Regions from separate parts of the Mus musculus genome. Here regions 1 and 2 are each linked to region 3. A link is a contact called in public promoter capture Hi-C data. All regions are on one chromosome and are shown on one strand. Each heading gives the region's core, a stretch centred on a gene start, on an enhancer-like site or on the middle of the called end of the contact. The rest is flanking DNA. Distances are from core to core; before and after follow the strand shown. Region 1 holds the start of Mlip (muscular LMNA-interacting protein). Region 2 has its middle 41 kb from the start of Klhl31. Region 3 holds the start of Gfral (GDNF family receptor alpha like).

What was found. Promoter capture Hi-C pulls out the DNA fragments that hold promoters and counts their contacts.
Region 1: a contact with region 3 is called in a promoter capture Hi-C map of hippocampal neurons, with 5 times the contacts expected there. The contact joins the promoter of Mlip here to the promoter of Gfral in region 3. A contact is called at or near these places in 5 of 39 promoter capture datasets (the 3T3-L1 cell line, the C10 cell line, hippocampal neurons and 1 more).
Region 2: a promoter capture Hi-C map of hippocampal neurons shows a contact between it and region 3, with 4 times the contacts expected there. The contact joins the enhancer-like site here to the promoter of Gfral in region 3. A contact is called at or near these places in 5 of 39 promoter capture datasets (the 3T3-L1 cell line, 3T3-L1-derived adipocytes, hippocampal neurons and 1 more) and 1 of 115 datasets of contacts at active chromatin or transcription factors (astrocytes).

The regions. Positions count from the first base shown.
Region 1 is chr9:77,249,641-77,253,342 of GRCm38.p6, reverse strand. Mlip (muscular LMNA-interacting protein) reads left to right here and starts at 1,491. Exons shown (of 11, transcript NM_001368955.1): 1 at 1,491-1,596. The coding sequence starts at 1,552.
Region 2 is chr9:77,593,508-77,597,237 of GRCm38.p6, reverse strand. No RefSeq gene overlaps it. Among named protein-coding and RNA genes, the nearest start is that of Klhl31, 41 kb to the left of the region's middle. Within about 2 kb of position 1,922, at least 21 of the 459 cell types and tissues checked have an H3K27ac peak or open chromatin away from gene starts, as enhancers often do. A contact at or near this core is called in hippocampal neurons, where this site is marked.
Region 3 is chr9:76,211,903-76,215,335 of GRCm38.p6, reverse strand. Gfral (GDNF family receptor alpha like) reads left to right here and starts at 1,679. Exons shown (of 9, transcript NM_205844.3): 1 at 1,679-1,895. The coding sequence starts at 1,874.

The DNA.
Region 1 (3,702 bases), core at 242-2,741, 1.0 Mb before region 3:
GCCTTTTTTATCTTCAAGTTGCTTTTGGTCATGATGCTTATCAGTGCAACAGAGAGGAGAAGTAGGAGAACAACACACCAGCAACAGGATACAACCCAGAAGCTTGTTGAAAGTGCAGGTGTGGAGAATCCACTGCTGAACTTCTCAAGCAGAAACTACAGTTCTAAAGGTGCTGCCAATGGCGGATCATGCAGTGACATTTAAGAACTATAGGATGGGTGATGGGCGATCTTTAAAACTCTCTTCTCTTTGTATCTCTGTTATTTATATGACAGATTTATGTATATTCTCAGAAAGAATGAAAGGTTCTTGGCATCAGATATACATAACCATGAGTGTAGATGTCAGAAGATATCTCTTACTGATGTAACAGCACATACATTTAGAAATTTGGCCCTTTCCTGGGGCAAGATGTACTAGTGTTATTTGCAATAGTTTCCCTGCTTCTTAATAGAATCACTGTGAGTCATTATTGCGCTCATGATTGTCCTAAGTTCAAGCTCTTGACAATGTTGAAAATATTAAATGCTGTAACTGTACGTGAAATAAAACCTTCACTTTTGCATAGCATTCAGTATATAGCCAGCTCCCTCCACATTACATCTTCCAGTGCTTATGCACAAATATAGATTGCATAGGTTTGTAGAAAAAAATCAATGCTTAGAGAATAGGAATACTGAATAAATCAATCTCGTGAGAAATATTTGTGACTTGTTTATAGGTAGGCAGGGCAGTCACTATCTTCCAGCAACAGTGGAAGGGAATTTTGTTTTGACAGCTATTTGGTAACAAGATCTCTTTTAGAGCTACTTTTGTTTAACAGCAGAACTTGAGTCACTCGGATGCTCCAATATCATTGACTGCCGTTCACACGCCAAGGACTTGTCACTGAAATGACTGGCTTTCCAAAATGATCACTGTGTTTTCCAGTTCTTTATTTAGACGCTGTGTTTGCATGTGTTTGTGCATCTGAATGTTCTCTGCGAGCGTGGTCAACCAATCACTGAAACTGGCAGATGCCAGGGCCCTTCAATCAGCTTCTCATTGCTGTCCAATCTGGCTTCTCCCTTCCTTTCAGGGAATACATAATTGGACTGCAAGCCTGAAAGGAAAAGAGGGCAAACACATAGAGGTAGCAATTTTTCACTTCCACTGATCCCATTTTAGCAGTCAGTGTGACCTCTCGTGAAGTTCCAAAAGTAAAAATTGTCAAAACAAACCCTTTGGAGCTGAAAAATACTCAACTCGGAGAAGCATCTGTTCTGTGTTCTTTTAGATTCCTCCTCCCCCGCAACCGTGTGTGTGTGTGTGTGTGTGTGTGTGTGTGTGTGTGTGTGTGCGCGCGTGTGTGCGTGTGCATATGGGTGCATGCGTATGTGCTTGCGTGTGTGTGTGTGTGTGTGTGTGTGTGTGTGTGTGTGTGTGTGTGTGTGTAGGCGATTGCGTGCGTGTGCCTGTGTTGTTTTAGTAACAGGCTCTCTTTCCACCTCAGTCATTGGTTTGCTTTCAGAGCAGGGGCTTCTGAGTGCCTGCAGGAACAATTACTTCCAAATGACCTCCTGCATCTTAGCGGGGAGCCTTGAGACCACACCCAAGGTAAAGAGAAGTCTTTGCTTAATGCTTTCAGTAACTTTTAAAGACACCCAGTTCTGGTATATGCCGGAGGGTGTGAGGGCGAGCTACCCGGGAGCTGATAAATTTGTCTGTGTTGTTGAAATGAGATGGTATCTATAGTCAGAGAAACGGGCAACTGATAAAGACAAAACTGCTTGTTGGGCAAAGAAAAAGCCAAGGATTGCGCTTGGCATAGAGTTAATGTTTGAATGCTTGTGATGTCTTTTCTTAGTAAGAGGCTATTGGTCCTCTGTGCTGCGGGTGCCAACACGGTGGTGTGTTTGGGGGGCACTTTTAGGGAAATAGAAGAAAGAATAGCACACAGCCTGAAGCTGAGCAAAGGAGCTTACAGCCTGCGAGGCACTGGGGAAAACACCTCTCATGTTATAGCCTGTGCCACCGGTGAGAAGGGGTCAGTCTGACAAAAGGGGTATCTCAAGCCACTATTTTAATCCACTTAGTTCTTATTTCTGTTATTAAAATAGTTTCCCGAAGATCAGATGTTTAAATGGCATTGGCAGCTGAAAGTGTTAATTGCCAATTAAGAAGCGAATGCCATTAACTTGCATCCGCTTCCGCTTTGTGGGAAAATGATTTTTTTTTTTTGTCTCCATAGCGATTCATTTTGGGGCTCTGTTAGATCTGCCACACAGTGTGCAGTAAATGGTAAATGGCTTTCTTCTTCTTCTTCTTCTTCTTCTTCTTCTTCTTCTTCTTCTTCTTCTTCTTCTTCTTCTTCTTCTTCTTCTTCTTCTTCTTCTTCTTTTTTTTTTTCTGAGCAAGGGATTCATCAGTCTACAGGCTAACATAGATCTTCAGAATATTCCACAGTGTGGCTAGTGTAGCTTCAAATCCCATTCCATCAAAAGGTCCTTTCAAGTGAACCTTAGGTTTCTGGTAAGACACAATACAGGTGCTAGATAAACACAGTGAAAGACCTGGGTGCTAATTTTGTAGTACTTTCTTGAAAGTTAATATCAAAGGGTTGCCCTTTTCCTGATGTTCTGGAATATGCATATAAGGACAGGAATCAATCCCTGAGTTTATTTCTACTCAGTAGTAACTCAGTGAGGTAAGCCTTTAATCTTTAGATTACATATAACATATATCACATATCACACACATATATCTATATGTAATAAGTAAATATTATATATAATGTATTTGTTCAACTAAAATAAGGAAGTAGAATTGCTTCCCTACATTGATGACGATATTTCACTTAGGGAGGGCATTGAAGTTCCTGTGGGCAGAGTGTAGCCATAAAGTTGAAGGCCACTATCTTGCTCCTGTTCAATGGCCTTCTTTCTCATCGTGTGTTCATGTTTAGAAATCTCTCCATCATACTGTGAGAAGGGCACATCTTGTTCATCTATGTACTGGCTTCCTTTTGTTCTTGTTTTGTGTACTAAAATTATAACTACCAACTTTTTAAAAGACTATAGGTGGAAGTATCCCTTGCAGAATTTTGTACTTTAGAGATTTAAGACAAGACAAGCTGGACAATTGTGCAAGGCACTTGGGGAAGTAAGTTTAGATCACTGTATATGCTTTAGAAGATATGGCTACTGGCCGTTTATTAAGGGTCAATGGGTTTTGTACCTGTGGGCTATACTGAAGCCTTTCCTATAAATCTATTTAATTTCCTTTGGATAGACTTCAGGAGACCAAATCATTTCATAGGAAAATGAGGGCAAGAATAAGCACCTGGAAGTGAGGTCAACATATCATCCTTTCTTTCTTGATAACTATTAAATGACTATTTTGTCCAAAGGAGAAGAAAGGATAAATATTTTAATTATTATAGATAGTTATTTATTGTTGTAGCCAAATACTTGCCTAAGGCAATTTAAGAGAGAAAGGGTTTATTCTGGCTTGTGGTTTGAGTGTGCAGTTTAACATGCTCAGTAAGGCAAGGCAGCTGGAGTGTGAGGCAGCCTGCTAAACTGTACTGTCAGTCAGGAAGCAGAAAGAAGATGGATGCTGTCACCAATGAGGCTTCTCCTATCTTGTCTTTTGCTTGGAACCCCAGTTCACTGAATTCTGCTGCCTACATCCAGGTGGGTCCTCTGCCCTCATCAGTTAAGC
Region 2 (3,730 bases), core at 673-3,172, 1.4 Mb before region 3:
GGGCTCCCAACAGCAGTGAGTGACTCCCAGAGGGTAAGAGCTTTGTTATGTTCAAAATGTTAGAGCAGCTGTACAAATGCCCACTACGGAAAAACTCCTTCTGGTCAAGAGAACAGAATCTTTGGCCTGGTGGAGACCTAACATTCTAGTTGGGCCAGGCAGTTACCCTGGGACAAGAGACCACCCCCAGGGAAGTAAGCTCACCTTAAGCCACGTTAAAGAGATAGGCTTGCTATTGTTCCTTTAACAGGATACTGTAATTTTCTTTTCTATGATCCCCACCCCCCAGTACAGTCCCTAGGAGCCACCATGAGCTTTGGAGGGAGAGGTACAACTTAGACAATTTCTTCCTCCCTCCTTCCCTCCCTCCCTCCTCCTCCTCTTCCTCCTCCTCTTCCCCCCCCCCCCACCTATCCTATGCATTTCCTGATACGTTGGGCGTCCATTCTCTTTCTCTAATGCTACCTACCTCTCACATCCTACCTTGTAGCTGCTTTTTCATCATGTGTCTGATTTCCATGCCAGCTTACATTGAAATCCATGCTTGAGTTCTTTTACTAATAAGACTAAGATTCCCGAGGGGGAATCCTAACCCCTGTAATCCCATGGTCAGTTCAGACTTAACCTGCTTCTTCTCGCCATAACTTACAGCGCCCCTAGTGGGGAAAATGTCCTAGGAAATTGAAGCAGCCTGCCCTGCCCCCTAGTGGCGATAGCCTAGAAGAACATCTGTAAAGACTAGCTGGGAATTATCGCGAGTTTCTCAACCTACCCTGTCATTTTACCTTTAGTTTGGTATATATATTCACACACGCACACACACATGAGAAGCTGTGTGTTTGAGAAAAGGCTTGTTGCCATTCTAATGGGGTTAAATTTTCTAATAATGTTCCACATTCTACTTGACATGAGTTCTTTTCCTGTCCTAGATTTCCCACCCCTGGTGCTAGCACACCTGGGCAAAATGGGGCTCTGTAGTTTCCAACACTGTAGTCTCTCGGAGCAAATGCTCAAATAAAATTCTATAGTAATGATCTAACAGCAAAGTAGCCTGCTATGGTCCCCGAGTTTAATCAGGCTTACTTATAGAAAGTTCTTTTAGCGTCTGCGTTTCACTGATACTGATTGGAATGGTGGTGACATTTGCATCTTATACAATTATTTCGTGATTGGCTCCTCCATACTGCCGACACACTGGAATGCTGTTGCCAGGAAAGACTGTCAAACTCAAAGATTACCCATCCCGGCAGCTTTTTGGAATTTACCTCCTGTCACCTGTAATCTGCTGATAAGACAAAGAGACATTCTGATGTCTTTTTTTTTTTTTAATTTTAGTTTTATTTTAAATTTATTTTTTACACTCCATATTCCATTCCCCGGCCCCCATCCACCCACCCACCCACCCTCCGACTGATGTCTTTTTAAATATATGGGGGGGGGGCAGGGGACTGGAAAGCAAAGAGCACCGCATCCACAGAGAGGTAGAGTGGTCCTATTGCCTGGTAACAGTGCTGTTCTTTGGTGACGACATTTTTCTTTGTGTTTGTTTTGCAAGTTGCAACTGTCTTCAAACTGCAGTCACATTTTGAGACCCAATAATATGGTTGGCAGCGTAATTTGTAGTTACAGGGTCTTTTACAAAATGATGATATTTAAGATTATCACGCAATTAGGGCAAAGGAAAATAGTGCTCATTCTCCGAGCTGAGGATGGGCTGCGAGTCTGGGTTCTAATTAACCCAGCAGTTGATTCACTGTTGTTTCTGTAGCTTGGGAAAGTGATCATGACAGTCTATATTCCCAAGCTGGCCTGATAAAATGTATGCCTGTTTACTGGATTCTGTTTGCCTCGCACACAGCTGGGAGAGAACATGTTTTTCTCCCCCAATAAATGTGTACAGCACCGCCCCTGGAATTATGCAAGTTTCCGCAGATAAAAGCAACCAGCCAGGCATTTTGAACAAGCACAGAACAAGTACAAATAGCAGTGAGGCTTAAGAGAGAAAGCGCTATTTCCAGTGCTAGGTAACAATAGACGCATTAAGAGCCCTGGCGAGCTAGAAGCAGGATAGGCGGGACGAGAGACCTCTTGCTCCACATTGTGCCTTCTGTTTGTGGAGTTAAGGCTTTAACTCCAATGCTAATATGGAAAAGAAGTCTGCTTGGGAACTGCAGGTTTCTGCCTTGTTCCAGGCAACCAGAGATTAAAAAGAGTTGTGAATTCCCTTCCTGGTATAGCTGTGGAGCTGCAGAGCCCTATGAAAAGAACCAAAAGGGGTTTGTTAACTGAGAGAGGCAGAGATAGAGAGACAGAGAAAGACAGAGAGTGACAGAGAGACTGAGACAGAGGGACAGAGACAGGGACAAAGAGAGACAGACAGGGAAAGGGAGAGAGACAGAGACAGTCAGAAAGTGGGGAGAGTGAGAGGCAGGGAGAGAGGGAAAGAGGAGGGGGGAGAATGCATAGCATTTGAAACCTCAAAACCCACCCTCCGTGATATACTTCCTCCAGCAAGTTCATAGCTCTTAAACCTACTCCAGTGTCACAAACTGGGGACCAAGTATTCAGAAGCTTGAAACTATGGAGACATCTTATTAAGCCACCACAGTCTGGTAATTGCTATTTAGTGCTTCATGTAGGGTTGGGTTCTCTTGGGCTCTTCTTGTCCATGATGAAATACAGATGAATGGATAGTGTTACACAGACACACACACACACAGACACACACACACACAGACACACACACACACACCATGCACCATGGATAAACAGATTTGATCTTACTTATACCATTTAGCACTTTTTAACTTTCTGAATCTGTTAAGTCAAGCTTTTAAAAAACTTGTAAAGCAAGTCGGGTGTGGTGGCATACGCCTTTAATCCCAGCACTCGGGAGGCAGAGGCAGGCAGATTTCTGAGTTCGAGGCCAGCCTGGTCTACAAAGTGAGTTCCAGGATAGCCAGGGCTTAGTCATATTATATTCAAATATCGACATCCCCTTATATTATCTGTCTGGGGCATCTCTCAGGCATCCTTTCCATCTTGGTCCCTGAATAATCTTTTAGTTAGCTAATACTCACTTTGTTCTTCCTTATATACCTGTTGAGTGTCCACAAATGCGTATTTCATTTATCAGCATTGTATTGGGCTATTTTCTGCAGTTCTGTTTTTCCTAATTTTTATTGTTTTATGTGCTTAGTCATTTTAGACTATTCAGTAGATACCTGACTGACCTGAAATTCCCAGACATTCATACATTCTGCCATGCTAGTGTGTGTGTGTGTGTGTGTGTGTGTGTGTGTGTGTGTGTGTGTGTGTGTGTGTTTTGAATGTTGCAGAGACTTGGATTATAGACCAGTGTCTAAGCCTCTGCCTGTGAGGCTCCTGTGAGCCCTGGATTAGGTTTGTGCTCCTTTAGAAAAGATTAACATTTGCTTCTGCCAAACAGCCCAAGGGTAAGAGTTCATTAATCCATTAATATGTCAGTTATTCAGACTAAGAGTTTTGAGTTCTGGGAGATAAACCGACATCCATGCCCAGGAAAGTCGTGATTGTGGATTATGGTGGAAGATGTTTTCCTCCAGTGGAAGCCAAAATGAGCTAAGCCAAGTGCCTGCTTCATCCCTCTCAGTAGATGATTCTTCAAGTATCTCTTGACCACAGAAAACAGCGTTATTCAAGAGTCCCCTGCAGGAATATTTCTTATAGCACTTGCATATTAAACTTAAAG
Region 3 (3,433 bases), core at 430-2,929:
TAAACAACTACTGGGTTCTTGAACCTTCCATGGAAACCGTTGTTGGATTAGCTGGATCATAGCCTGTAAATAAGTTAATATATTCCCATTCACAGATAGACAAACAGACAGACAGAGACAGAGACACAGAGCTACACAGAGAGACAAAGAGAGACACACAGAGACAGAAAGATTCTATAAGTTTTAATACTCTAGAAAACCCTGACTAATATGGCCAGTAAATTGAGAAATGCTGTCTTCTCAATTACTTAGATGCGAAGGAAAGATAATTAAACTTAGAGATTGATATATTTACTGTATTTGAGGATCACAATGGGCACCAGAAGGGGAAAATGTGAACAATTGAATAACACAGGGTCCGAGTGGGAGGGAAGGTAATGAAACCAGCAGGAACATGATGGAAATTATAGTAGGCTTTATACTGAAGACTCATCACATAACAGAATGAGCCAGCGTGGGTTGATGAGGAGATCTGTTGGTGCTTAAAAGGGATGCCAGGTTTTATCTTCCAATTATTGCCTCACTGAGATGTATCTCATTTCACACACTGTGTTTGCAACGTTGTGCTGGTACCTCTCCATCAGGAGGTGGAGTCTAGGCTTATTCCCCCTTGGAACTCAGCACAATTTTGCAATTGCCTCTCGCAAAACATTGCAGTGATTTACTTATCCTGATTCTGGAGGCTTCTCATGAAAGTCACTGCTATACTTGTATTTCATTGGGGTTTGTCCACTCTGATTTAGTTCTTACCCCCCGAAAGACAGGAGATTAATTTTTATGTTTCTATATTTCTCCTGTTAAATAAAACTCTGGGTTTAATGTTTTCATAGCAGACTTCTGCTACATAAAATAGACATTCAAGCATAATATGATTTATAACCATGATATAATCAATCCATTTTCAGAGAAGTAATGTCTGATATTAAGTCATCTACAGAGATAATTTATAATGTTATAGTTTCAGTTCATTGGGTTTTAGGAAACCATGCATTCTAAAAACAAAATCTAATTTCTCTTCTTATGTAAAATGAACATTAACAACGTAATAAAAACAGTAAATTATGTGGCTGTGGGAGCAGATGCTTCTCTTTCATTTGCCCATTTTTATTTTAAGTTCTTGCCAACATAATACTTTATTTACTAGACACATATTTACAAGGGAATCAGGGTAACTGTCTCATCACACTTCAAGGAAGTTGTAGACTTAAGTGAGGAATTACAGCATCCAAGACAGAGCAAGGAAGAGATGGTGTATAGTTAACTTCTTGTGAAGAAGTTATGCTTCCTTGAAAGGAGTCATTTTTCACCCTAAGTTTTGAAGAAATGGGGACATGTCACAGAAGTGGCACCGTTTTAAATCTTCTTGGGGTTTGAAGCATCTGTAAACATAAGACATAATCAGTATTCTCATTTGGATGTAACTTGGATTTGCAATCATTTCCCTTGGTTGCCTTTGTTCCTTTTCTGTATCCTTATATTGCTTACATTATAAGCAATTGACTTAATGAGAACTTTTCATGAATAGGGGACCTCATGGTCAAATTTCTTGGAAGACTGTTACATTCAGAGGCAAAGCTTAGTGTTCTAGTGGATGTGCGGAGAATACATTATTTCCCCCTGTTATTTGGTTTGCAGACTCTCCTGAAAGGATAATATCCTGGGTTCGCAAGCTGAGGAGAACAATTGAATTTGAATACAATTAGGAAAGTTCACAGCTCAAAACAAACTGGTGAGGAACAGCTGACACCAGAAGCTGACTCTAATTGGCTGGCTCTTAGGAAGCAAAACCTTTACACAGAAACTTCAGTTGGGATGTTGGTTGGTGTCAGTTCATCCGCCTTTCTCCCAGGGAGACCATCTTGAGTTGTCCAACATGCTAGTGTTCATTTTCCTGGGTAAGTCAACTGTGCTGCTAGCCCTGAATTTGTTGCAATATTAACTCTTTATAAACTGAATGCTGTTATCATCTAGAGTAAGCTTATGGGGGTATGTAATAAGAAATGCCAACTATGTTACTAACTTGTACTTCATTATTATTTAGTGCTTTTGAGAAATGTATACTTACCTGCAGTCACTTTTTCTTACTTGATAGAAAATAAAACATGAGCATTTCATTGCTCATCACGTTGTTCCTGGTACTGCAAAGCAACCTAAATGACTTACCTATTTATTAAGATCTATGCAGTGCCTACATGTGCAAGACTATCTTGAAAATAGAATTGTCCTGTATATACTTGCAAGTTAATGGATGACAAAGTTTTGACTATCTGTTTAGCCTCAAAAGCAGATTATAAAAACTAGAGCTATACAAACTGACCCATCTAGTTTTCAACCTTAACAATCAGGATCCAATGAGTAGACCAAAGATGCTGCGTTCTGCCTCTTGAGTAACATTCATGGCCCACAGGTAAAATGTGGGCTTAGCTCTCTTGTGTTGAGTTGTTATAAAAGGTTGGTCCAAGTCATTTTCACTTAACAGAGAACCCACAAAAATATTCTTGGCAGATATATGATTGATGAAGGTTAATATTTTCTTTAGGCTATGTTAGAGTCTATGTCTCAATTTCAGGATGAGGGATAATTGTGATCATACAAGATATTACTAAACAAGACCAGAATATTTTCTGAACTATTATTAGCTACAGTGGTTGATGAATGGTGCTAAATAAGAGCCAGGAAATAATGTAAGTTATTCCAAATTACATTTTTTTAAAGGGAAAAGCAACATAAATCAAATCCAAGAAAATTAGCCAGGAAGTAACGGATCCTTTGCACATTTTCAGTGTCTCTATGGAAATTCTTGTGTTGAGAGATTTTGCTTCTTCTCATTCTTATAATGTTTCTTTACTTCTTTATTAGTTTCTAGTATTTATAGTTTTGTTTTAAAGATAAATCTAGGAGTTTTCCATTTTTGCAGCAATATATCACATTACACAAACGATATCACTACCTCCCCAAGGTTCTCAGTGACAAGGCTGTGGCTATTTGCTTTCATCTTTTCAAAATTAGCACAGAAACCAGGTTGCGTGAAAAAAAGGAAATTATTCCTAACATTGTTAGAATTGAAAATCTCTGCATACCACAGAGCTCTTGTTCAGCATCAAATAATTACATGTTACGACAAAGCCAATTCCTGTTGCCCAAAACCATGGGGGAAATTATGACTTTATTAATGAGCTTTATATATCCTTAAGAGGATGATACAGTTTATAATATCCTTTGTCTTCCTACTTTTAATATCAAATTATTTTTCACTGAACAACAGTGGAATTTTTGACAAATCTCATTTCAGATATTGAGCCATAAATCATAGCCAGGAACAAGTAAGGCAGAGTAAGGAAAGAGAAAGCTGTTTTTTGGATTCTTGTGGGCCAAATCATTAAGATGACTCCTTTAGTACATTATTAATTATATTTCAGTATGAAATTCAAGT